2 separate regions of the Macaca mulatta genome follow, and region 1 is linked to region 2. A link is a contact called in public Hi-C data. All regions are on one chromosome and are shown on one strand. The core of a region is the stretch at or near the end of the contact, and the rest is flanking DNA. Distances in the headings are between cores, read along the strand shown. Region 1 holds the start of SKIL (SKI like proto-oncogene). Region 2 holds the start of PRKCI (protein kinase C iota).

Region 1 (4,716 bases), core at 1,142-3,641, 130 kb after region 2:
AGTTCTGAAAATCCTTAAGTAGGCCTGCAAAAATGTGGCTTCCTGTGAGCCTCCCTATCTGCCTCAGATCTATGTATAAATGGACCCCGTTCAGTTTCACTTGCTTTCAAACACGTACCTTTGAGGTTTGGGAATTCAAGGGCAAAGTGATTTTAATTTGATGCATTTTGTACTTTGACCAATAAGGGAAAAATAAATGCCCTCAATTTTGATTGGTTCTAGTCATACTTGCCGGTCACTATTTGTCAAACCATTGCACAGAATATCACAGGCATGAAAGATCTCTCAAAAACAGATTTCTGAGGAATGCAAATAAACAGAATGGGGAGGCGGATTAATGTGTTTGATTTCTCAAAAGTCTATTTACTGTCCAATTTATCTTGGTTCTTGGACATGCTAGCAAGTAATTATTCTTATGGCTGGTAAAATGACTACTAAACATTTATTAATAATTGCAGTTTCAGAATTACTTTTTTTTTTTTTTTTTTTATTAAGCAGTCATGTGGGTTTCTAAAAATTGTTCCTTCTGGCTAGACACAGGAGCCAGGTGCTGAGTTGACCTGGTGCGAAGTTTCAGGATTGTCCAGTCTTCACAGCAGATCTTCAGCCAGGCCTTCTGAATATTCTCACAGTTACAAAATCTATCCCCCCAGACTCGCAGATGCTGTTTTTCCCCCACTGGCTCTGCACAGAACATCATTATCTTTGCCAAGCTTCTGTCTCTATGGCAATAACAGATGGGAAGTGCTGTGGAATTATTCATGTTCAGGAAAGGAGGCAGTCAAGAAGGAAGAAAAGGGGGGCGGGGTGGAGAGGGGGCACGACCTGGGAGCTCGGCGGTGGGGGCCTAAGGAAGGGAACTTGGGTGGAGGTGCAGCGAGTGGTGGGGATTGGGAGGCTTGTGAGCCTTTCGGAGGCCTGTTGTGAGGAAATAATAATAAAAAAAATATACGAGCACAAGTATTTCCAGCCGGCCGACTCCAAATGTGGGCCCCCATAGGAATAACTCGAGGCAGTAAAACTAGAAGAAATTGGACGAAAATGGGGGAAAAAAAGGGACAAAGCTCGAGTCTCCTGAATTCTGTGCACTGCTACTCGGTGGACTATTTCAGTTCCCGATCTTGTGGTGGGGTGGAGAAAAGGGGATTTCTTGGTGTTTCGAAATGTGACGGAGCAGCTCTGCAGAGTTCAATATGCTAATCGGCTACCCTGGGAACCAGGAAGACCACCCTACACGCCTCAGAGGGTCACAGCCGGAAAGCTCTTGAGTCCTATATTCCCAACCTCGTCTCGTCACTCTCCAAAAAAAAAAAAGAAAAAGGCCTCAGTAAACACTGTAAAAACCTGTAATTTATAGCTCCCTTCTGGAACCGAGAGAGCAGCCTGGTGGGGTGGAGGCAGGAGGCTGGGGAGCAGGGATAGAAATGTTTGCTCTCGGTTTTGCCAGAACTTTGGCCACCCCTCCCGCCCGACCCGATGGCGGATGGAGGTCAGCCAGGGGAAGGCGTCTGGGTGGAGGCCGCTCGGGCGAGGCCGGGGCCGCCGGGGCGGGGCGGAGCGCCGGCAGCTGGCTGGGCGGCCCTTGGGCAGGAGGCCCCGAGGGGGCGAGGGGCAGCCCAGGAGGGAGGTCCCGCGGGGGCGGGGAGCAGAGCCGGCCCCCGGGGCCCTGCAGGGCGGCCGCCGCCCGGCTGCCTCCGGGGCGGGGCGGCCCAGCTGCGGCCCAGCAGGGGGAGGGTCGCCCGTGCCTGACCTCGGGCGGCGGCGCTCTGCCGGGCGAGCACTGCCTCCGCCCTGCCGGCTGCTGGGGTCGCGCACAGTGCACGGCGTGGCTGCCCTGCCCCCTCTTCCCCGCTGCGCGGCGTCCGAGCGGCCAGGGCGCCCCCGGGTCTGGCCCATCACCACAGAGCGGCGGGTGGGGCGGGGGCGGGGCGGTGGCCCCAGACAGCCGGCTGGGCGACTAAAGGAAGGAAGGAAGGAGGGAGGGCGGCGGTGAGGGTGGGGTGGGGAGGGAACATCCTGTCTGCGCCGGGTGCACCGCAGACAGCGCCGCGCGCCAGCCGCCCAGACGGCGCGCGGGGCCAGAAGCGCCGGGCGCGCGCCTGGGGGGAGGGGCACGCGCGCGAGACGACTGGGCCGGGGGGTGCCCTGAGGAGCTACAATAGGCCAGACGGCGCGCGCGTCCCCGAGGGGGTCGGGAGCCGCGAAGTGGCGGCGGCGGCGGCGGAGACGCCGGCGGTCCCGCGCGCGCGGCGCCGCCGCTGGCTTCGTTCCCTTCCCCTCCCCCTCCCCGCCGCCCTCGCTCTCCCCCGGGCGGCCGGAGACGGCGGCGGCGTCTGCGGGAAGCCGTGTGTCTCCGCAGTGACGTGGGCGGGCCGAGGACTCGGTGACGTCAGAGGGCTGTGTGTAGCGATGTGTGTGGGGTTCGGAGCGGCGCCGGCACAGCCGAAGGGAGCGGGCGAGCGGCGACGGCGGCGGCGGGCACAGGTGCGGCTCCGGCTCACGGCTGGGACGCGGCGGAGGCGGCGGGAGGCCAGAGGCGCTCACCCTCCTGGGAGCCCGACGGTGGCGACAGGGGCGGTGGGGAGTTCACAAAGCTCGTGGAGCTTCCCGGGCACCGAGGCCCGAGTAGGGGGTTTGGATGCGCGGGTCCCGGGGGGGGGGTCGGGGCCAGAGGGGGTCGCTAGGCGCGTGTCCCACAGCTGATCACGCTTCGTTGGCCCCAGGCGGTGGGCGCGGGCAGGGCAGGGCGCTGCACTTGACGGGAGCCGCGGGGACCCCGGAGACCCGGACGCCCGTCACCGCCCCCCTCCCCCACTCCAGCAGCGCTCCGCGGGGATGCCCTGGTCTCGACCCGGTCCGTCAGCCCCCGGCGGCGCGGGGATCCGCTCTCGGCGCCTGAACTGCCCCAATGCCCTCTTCGTTCTGGCCCGGGGCTGGCGGGGGGAGGTGCACCATTAGGGTCGCTGAGGTGACACCCGAGAACTTCCCAGGGAGTGGGCGCGCGGAGGGGGGGGGATTTCCACAGTCCTTCCCGCGGCCCCCGCGGGGGGGCGGTGTTGGGAGGGCACTTGGGGTTATCCCAGGCTCGCGGGTGGGGGTGGGGGGACTCCTCCCTTTACTTCCCTCCGCCCCCTTGCACACCCACCCCCAGGCTTCCCGTGTCCCTTGTTCTCCCCCTCTTCGGGTTAGAGATAGGTGGGTGGCTTTGAGTGGGCGGAGGACTTCAGGGTTTTAGGGGCTCCCGCATTCTAGGGCATGCCTCTTGCCCTCTTCCTTGGCCTGTGTTGACTGAGGTGTGTTCTCGTGGTGGACAAAAATCTGTACGATGGTTGGTGGCATTGGTCCTTAATCCTTTGGGTCTGTTTTAAGGTAAATTGCTGAGAGTTTGGGAAGTAAAAATTTCTATTTATTGGATTTATTTTGGGTTTTCTCTCAAGAAGGAAGTAGAAGAGTCTTTTCTTTTCCCCTCTTCCTCCATTTGCATTCTTTGTGAGGTTTGTCTGCCTTGTGCTTTTTGTCCCGGATTAGTCTTGTTCAAGGTTGGAGATTCCCAGGTGTGGAGTCTATAGCTTTTGGCTTCCATTAAGTAAAATCGCTAACCTTTTAAAGAGAGAGTTAATTTTTGTCTACAGTTATTTCAGAAAATTAGTGTACATGGACTAGCTGAATTAATTCACTTAAAATTGTAACTTGGTTACATATGGTAGATATGTTAACTCCTATCTGATTTTTTTGGATGAAACTGTTTTTTTTTTTTTTTTTTTAAATAGGAGATGAAGTAATGGATTTTTTTCCTCCCTTAAAATGGCATAACTGAGAAAGCCTCTGGTACTGATTGAGATGATCTGTTTAAGAGTCTTCATGTTCTGAACTCGAATGGCCTTTTGTGTTGTATTATTGCTAGCTTTCTCCAACTCCAAATTGCTTTCCTATTTAAATGAATGTTCTTCTAGTAAACTGGTGTTAGATTTAAAGAAATCACTCAAGCTTCACCTTTGGTAAAGTGAACTCAGTTTAAGATTGAGCAACTGGTTTCGGCCGGGTGCGGTGTCTCACACCTGTATTTCCCGCACTTTGGGAGACCCAGGTGGGAGGATCACCTGTGGTCTGGAGTTCCAGACCAGCCTGACCAATATGGTGAAACCCCGACTCAACTAAAAATACTAAAAAATTAGCTGGGCGTCGTGGCTTGCGCCTGTAGTCCCAGCTACTCGGGAGGCTGAGACAGGAAAATTGCTTGAACCCGGGAGGCGGAGGTTGCAGTAAGCCGAGATCACTGCACTCCAGCCTGGGTGACAGAGCGGGACTCCGTTAAAAAAAAAAAAAAAAAAAAAAAAAAAACCAACTGGTTTTAAACTGGCCCCGTTTGGCCTCTGAAGCAAATTCAAATGTAACTGTTCCCCCACCCCCTTCTCTTCTTCCAGATTAATTAAAAGAAGAATGAACTATAATCCTTGAAGATAACTGGGCAGTTTTTTAAGTCGGAGGCTTTTCTCACTGGTTTGAGGATTTACACACGTCTTCGGTTTTCCAGCACAGACCAGCAGACCATCATTTTTAGAGGACATACTCCCTCTGCCCTCCTTTTCGGTTTCCTTGGTGGTAAAGATTAAATTTGGTTGCATCATTTTGAGTTGTGTTTGAGTCTAGATTTTATGGCCCAAGGAATGGCATAAACTTTTCATGTGTTTTGCTTAAAACAAACCAAACCATTGC
Region 2 (4,117 bases), core at 347-2,846:
TGTACAGATTCTCATAGCTGACAAAGTAAGCAGTAAGCCTCCTCTGGAAACAATGGTCACCTTCAAAGCATGCTATGAGGTCAATGAAGAAGGATTTTTCAAAATGCTAAGGAATCATGATCAAGAACATTTTCCATGTCTTACCTTTCATTTCTCTATACATTTTCACTCCCTATATGACATAAATTTCTTTTTCTACAGCATTACAAATTTGTCACAAGCCTGCTAAATTTTCCACTAGAAATAACGTATATTCCATAGTTAATCCCTCTGTATTAAACATGCTGATGCAGGTCTCCAATTGGTGAAAACCTGATACCAAGTTTTCAATGGGATTTTTGTTTGTCTGTTTAAGAGATGGGGTCTCACCATGTTGCTCAGGCTGGCCTTGAACTCCTGGGCTCAAGTGATCCTCCTGCCTCAGCCTCTCAAAGGCTGGGACTACAGGCATGTAGCCCTTTGCCTGACTCAAGGGGAATTTTTAGTAAGAGTATATAATCCAAGTCTGTAGCAGTTGGAGGATGTCGTACCACGCTAAAATGTCACACATAACTGATGACTCAGTCCCCCAAGCCTATTTTATCATCGTAAAGAAAGCTATTTCTTTGATTATTCCAACTCGTTCAGCACCAGGACTGCTGTAGGGGCTGGATTCATGCTACCTGTAGTTGCAGTGTAAATTATGTGTCAGAGCCAACATCCTAGGAAAGTCAGAGACTAGGTTACAAGGACGATTCTTTCTAATCCTTGGTAAGCCAGTTTTTAACAGAATGAAATGCTCTTGGATTGACTGACTTGATTGGGCAAGTATTCATTATGCTCTTGTTCCATGCAAGGGCAGTCTACAAGGGCCTAGATATGGGGGCCCCCAAATAAGAAAAATCGGGTTTTCATCCTATCTTCTGGTTGACTTTCTTCCTTTATTATATTTGTTACATATGTTATTAAATTATTTCCATAAAAGAGGTTACGCTGAGCAGGTAACCAAATTCTTGTTCCCCAAAAAGACATGTATAATTTAGACGATTTATGCAATTAGAAGATGGGAGACTTAATCAGATAATAAAGTCTAGAACGTGAGAAAGCCCAGTCATTTCCAGGACCTTCAGATGCCCAAGCTGGATCCAGGTTTTCCACCCCAACAGCTCCAGGGAGCACGCTGGAGAGAGAGACTTCACCAACGGGAAGGCGCGCAACCCTACGCGCAAGGAACCTCAAGTCCCAGAATGCCATGAGGACTCCAAATCCCAGAAACCTGCACGCAAATCTATCCCGGGTGCCAAGTCGGCCGACCGCAGGCGTGACCAAGTTGCGAGGCTAGGGTGAGGTGTCGTAGAATTTGTCCCTACCATTGTTCCTCCAGGGAAGAGACTTTAGTGATCTAGAGCTGGTCATTGTCTCTTTCACAGCTCGCGTGAAAGCACCCCTCCTGGCCTGTTTGATGCCATAAGCAGCGTCTCCCATTCCCTCTGTCTCCTTTCTCTGCCCCCGTAAGGATGGTTCAGCCCGGCATTGAGGCTCCTTGAGCTGGCTAGATGGTTGCGCCCGCCCTACCCCGGAATGTGGGCCTTTGGAGCGAGCGAAGTGGGAGGGACCGACGCAGGAGGTGTCCTGGGCCCGGGCGGCTGTAGAGGCGGCGGCGCCTACGGGGAGTGGGAGGAGCCGCGCGGTTCCGGCTGCTCCGGCGAGGCGACCCTTGGGTCGGCGCTGCGGGCGAGGTGGGCAGGTAGGTGGGCTGACGGCCGCGGCTCTCCGACAGGCGCGGGCGGCGGAGTCCCCCACGGGGTCCGGAGCGCCCCCCCGCACCCCCGGCCTCCAGTGTTGAGGCGGGGGAGTGAGGAGATGCCGACTCAGAGGGACAGCAGCACCATGTCCCACACGGTCGCAGGCGGCGGCAGCGGGGACCATTCCCACCAGGTCCGGGTGAAAGCCTACTACCGCGGGTGAGTGTCCTGGGGCAGGGCGCGTGGGCGGGAGGGGACAGGCCGGCTCCACTCGGCATGGAGGAGGGGAGGGTGAGGGGCTGGAGGTGTTGTAGGCGGGTTGGGCTGGGCGGGCGGGCGGCTCCGGTGACTCAGGGCGAATGACGAAGTGATGGGGGTGGGGGCGAAGCAAGGGGACGCAGGACTGGAGGGGTACCCAGGTATGGCAGTGCGGGGACCCAAGGGGCCAGAGTAGGGTCCGAGGAGGAACCTAAGGGATAGAGTAGGTGCACCTGGTGTGGACGAGAGACTCGTCTACTGAGAGCTTTGTAGTGGCCTTGCATCCTTAAGTCTGGGTGTATTTGGGGTTGCGAGTTGAGGATTCCAAGCGGTGCTTTAGTTAACTCTGTTTGCTGTGGGGATAGAAAACGGGACTACTTCAGTTAGCTGGCCGTTTTGATTACCAGCAGGCCTAACGCCTCTTGTTCTCTTAGATATATCTTCATCCCCGTTGTGTTCACGTAGTGTATCTGCACTGCCAGTATATTAGACATAGGGGTTGTATTTAAGAATCAAGTCGATGCGTTTTCAGGGACGTGCAGTGGGTACTTATGTCTCGTCAAGATTAAGTTGCATGTGTGTAAATCAAAATTTTGTGAGCCTTTCTTTCTCGGTGTTGTTTGAACGACTACCCGATAGGGTGAGATACTGCAAAGTGCGACTAGCCTAGTTGCAGTTTTAAATTCTCTGATCTTCACTCTTACTATGGTTACAAGAAAAAACCCAGTTCTGAGTTCATTGTGTTAAATCATTTTCTGTCAGTGACGCAAAGTGTCCCCTTCCTTTAAATACAGTTGTGGTTTGAATTTTTTTTTTTTTTTTTGAGATAATTATGTTTAGGAGCATTAGAAATGTGAAATGTTAGTGTGACCATAAAGGTTTGAGACTGAGAAGTCACAAAAAACCCAGCTACTTTGACTTGCCTTACTGCTTGTCCAGGTAGAAGTAAATTGCTTTAAAAAACTCAAGCAGTGGTAGGTTGAAATTGTAGTGCATACTTTTACATTCCTGAGAGGATCAGTGAAGATAGCAAACTCTCAAACTGCCTCTCTTGTTTTGATTTCAAAGAAAATCTAAGCCCCTAAATGTTGTGTTGATTTGATGTAAGGACTTACTAGTTTGCTGCCATGAAGCCTCTGGCCTCTGTTTATTGTTAGCCTGACTGTATGCAGGAGTAGTTTATTGGAGTTATATAGGACAGTATGATACCTTTGTGTTTAAACAGGTAAAATTGAATAAGGAGATTTTGATTTTAAATCAGTACCAAGAAATCTGTGTATGTTTTTTTAAAGTTTGTAGTTGTCACAAGAACTGTTTTGACTTGAGGATGGTCAGCCATGAACTTTGCAAGGTGAGAAAAAAGCTTCCTTTGCTTTTTTTAAAAACCCTTACTTGTAATTTGATGAATGAGATGTTTCACTTTATTTTATTTTGTTTTTGTTTGTTGGTTTTTGAGACAGGGTCTTACCCTGTTACCCATGCTGGAGTGCAGTGGCATGATCTTGGCTCACTGCACCCTCTGCCTCCTGGGTTCAAGCAGTTCACTTGCCTTAGCCTCCCCAGTAGCTGGTATTACAGGCATGCGCCACCACACCGGGCTAATTTTTGTGTTTTTAGTAGAGACAGGGTTTCATCATGTTGGCCAGGCTTGTCTTGATCTCCTGGCCTCAAATGATGCGCTCGCCTTGGCCTCCCAAAGTGCTGGGATTACAGGCATGAGCCACTGCGCCTGGCCCTAAGGCTTTCAGTACATTCTTGGCTTATTAAATTGAGATCATCTTCTCCAATGAGTCTATGAAAGGTAAGAAATTAGTGCTTCTTTCTATTTTCCCATTTATATTAGTTTGACACATGTAAATAGGCCTAGTTAGTAAATGAAAATCGTTGTAAACTTCTCCTTTGAGAAGAAATCAAAGTCTTGCTGTACTTCATGAATTTAGATAGCAAATTATCTTAGCGTATTGCTCCAGTTATTAAAAAGAAGAGAATAAGGACATACAGCTTCTGTAGTGTTTGACTAAAAATTTTCGAAGACATTCAAGGTAACATTGTCTTCTAAAATCTGTGAAATTTTGCTGAGGCACAGATAACCTCTTGCCCATTGTATACTGGTCTTTGTTCAGTGAAAGCTTTCT

The links. Hi-C and Micro-C count contacts between places; a contact is called where the count stands out from the background.
Region 1: a contact with region 2 is called in a Hi-C map of fetal cortex germinal zone, with 2.5 times the contacts expected there. The contact joins the promoter of SKIL here to the promoter of PRKCI in region 2. A contact is called at or near these places in 2 of 14 Hi-C or Micro-C datasets (fetal cortex germinal zone and fetal cortical plate).

Annotation. Positions count from the first base shown.
Region 1 is chr2:82,070,314-82,075,029 of T2T-MMU8v2.0, forward strand. SKIL (SKI like proto-oncogene) reads left to right here and starts at 2,392. Exons shown (of 7, transcript XM_077991676.1): 1 at 2,392-2,484; 2 at 4,425-4,716.
Region 2 is chr2:81,938,323-81,942,439 of T2T-MMU8v2.0, forward strand. PRKCI (protein kinase C iota) reads left to right here and starts at 1,597. Exons shown (of 19, transcript XM_015131633.3): 1 at 1,597-1,943; 2 at 3,275-3,333. The coding sequence starts at 3,320.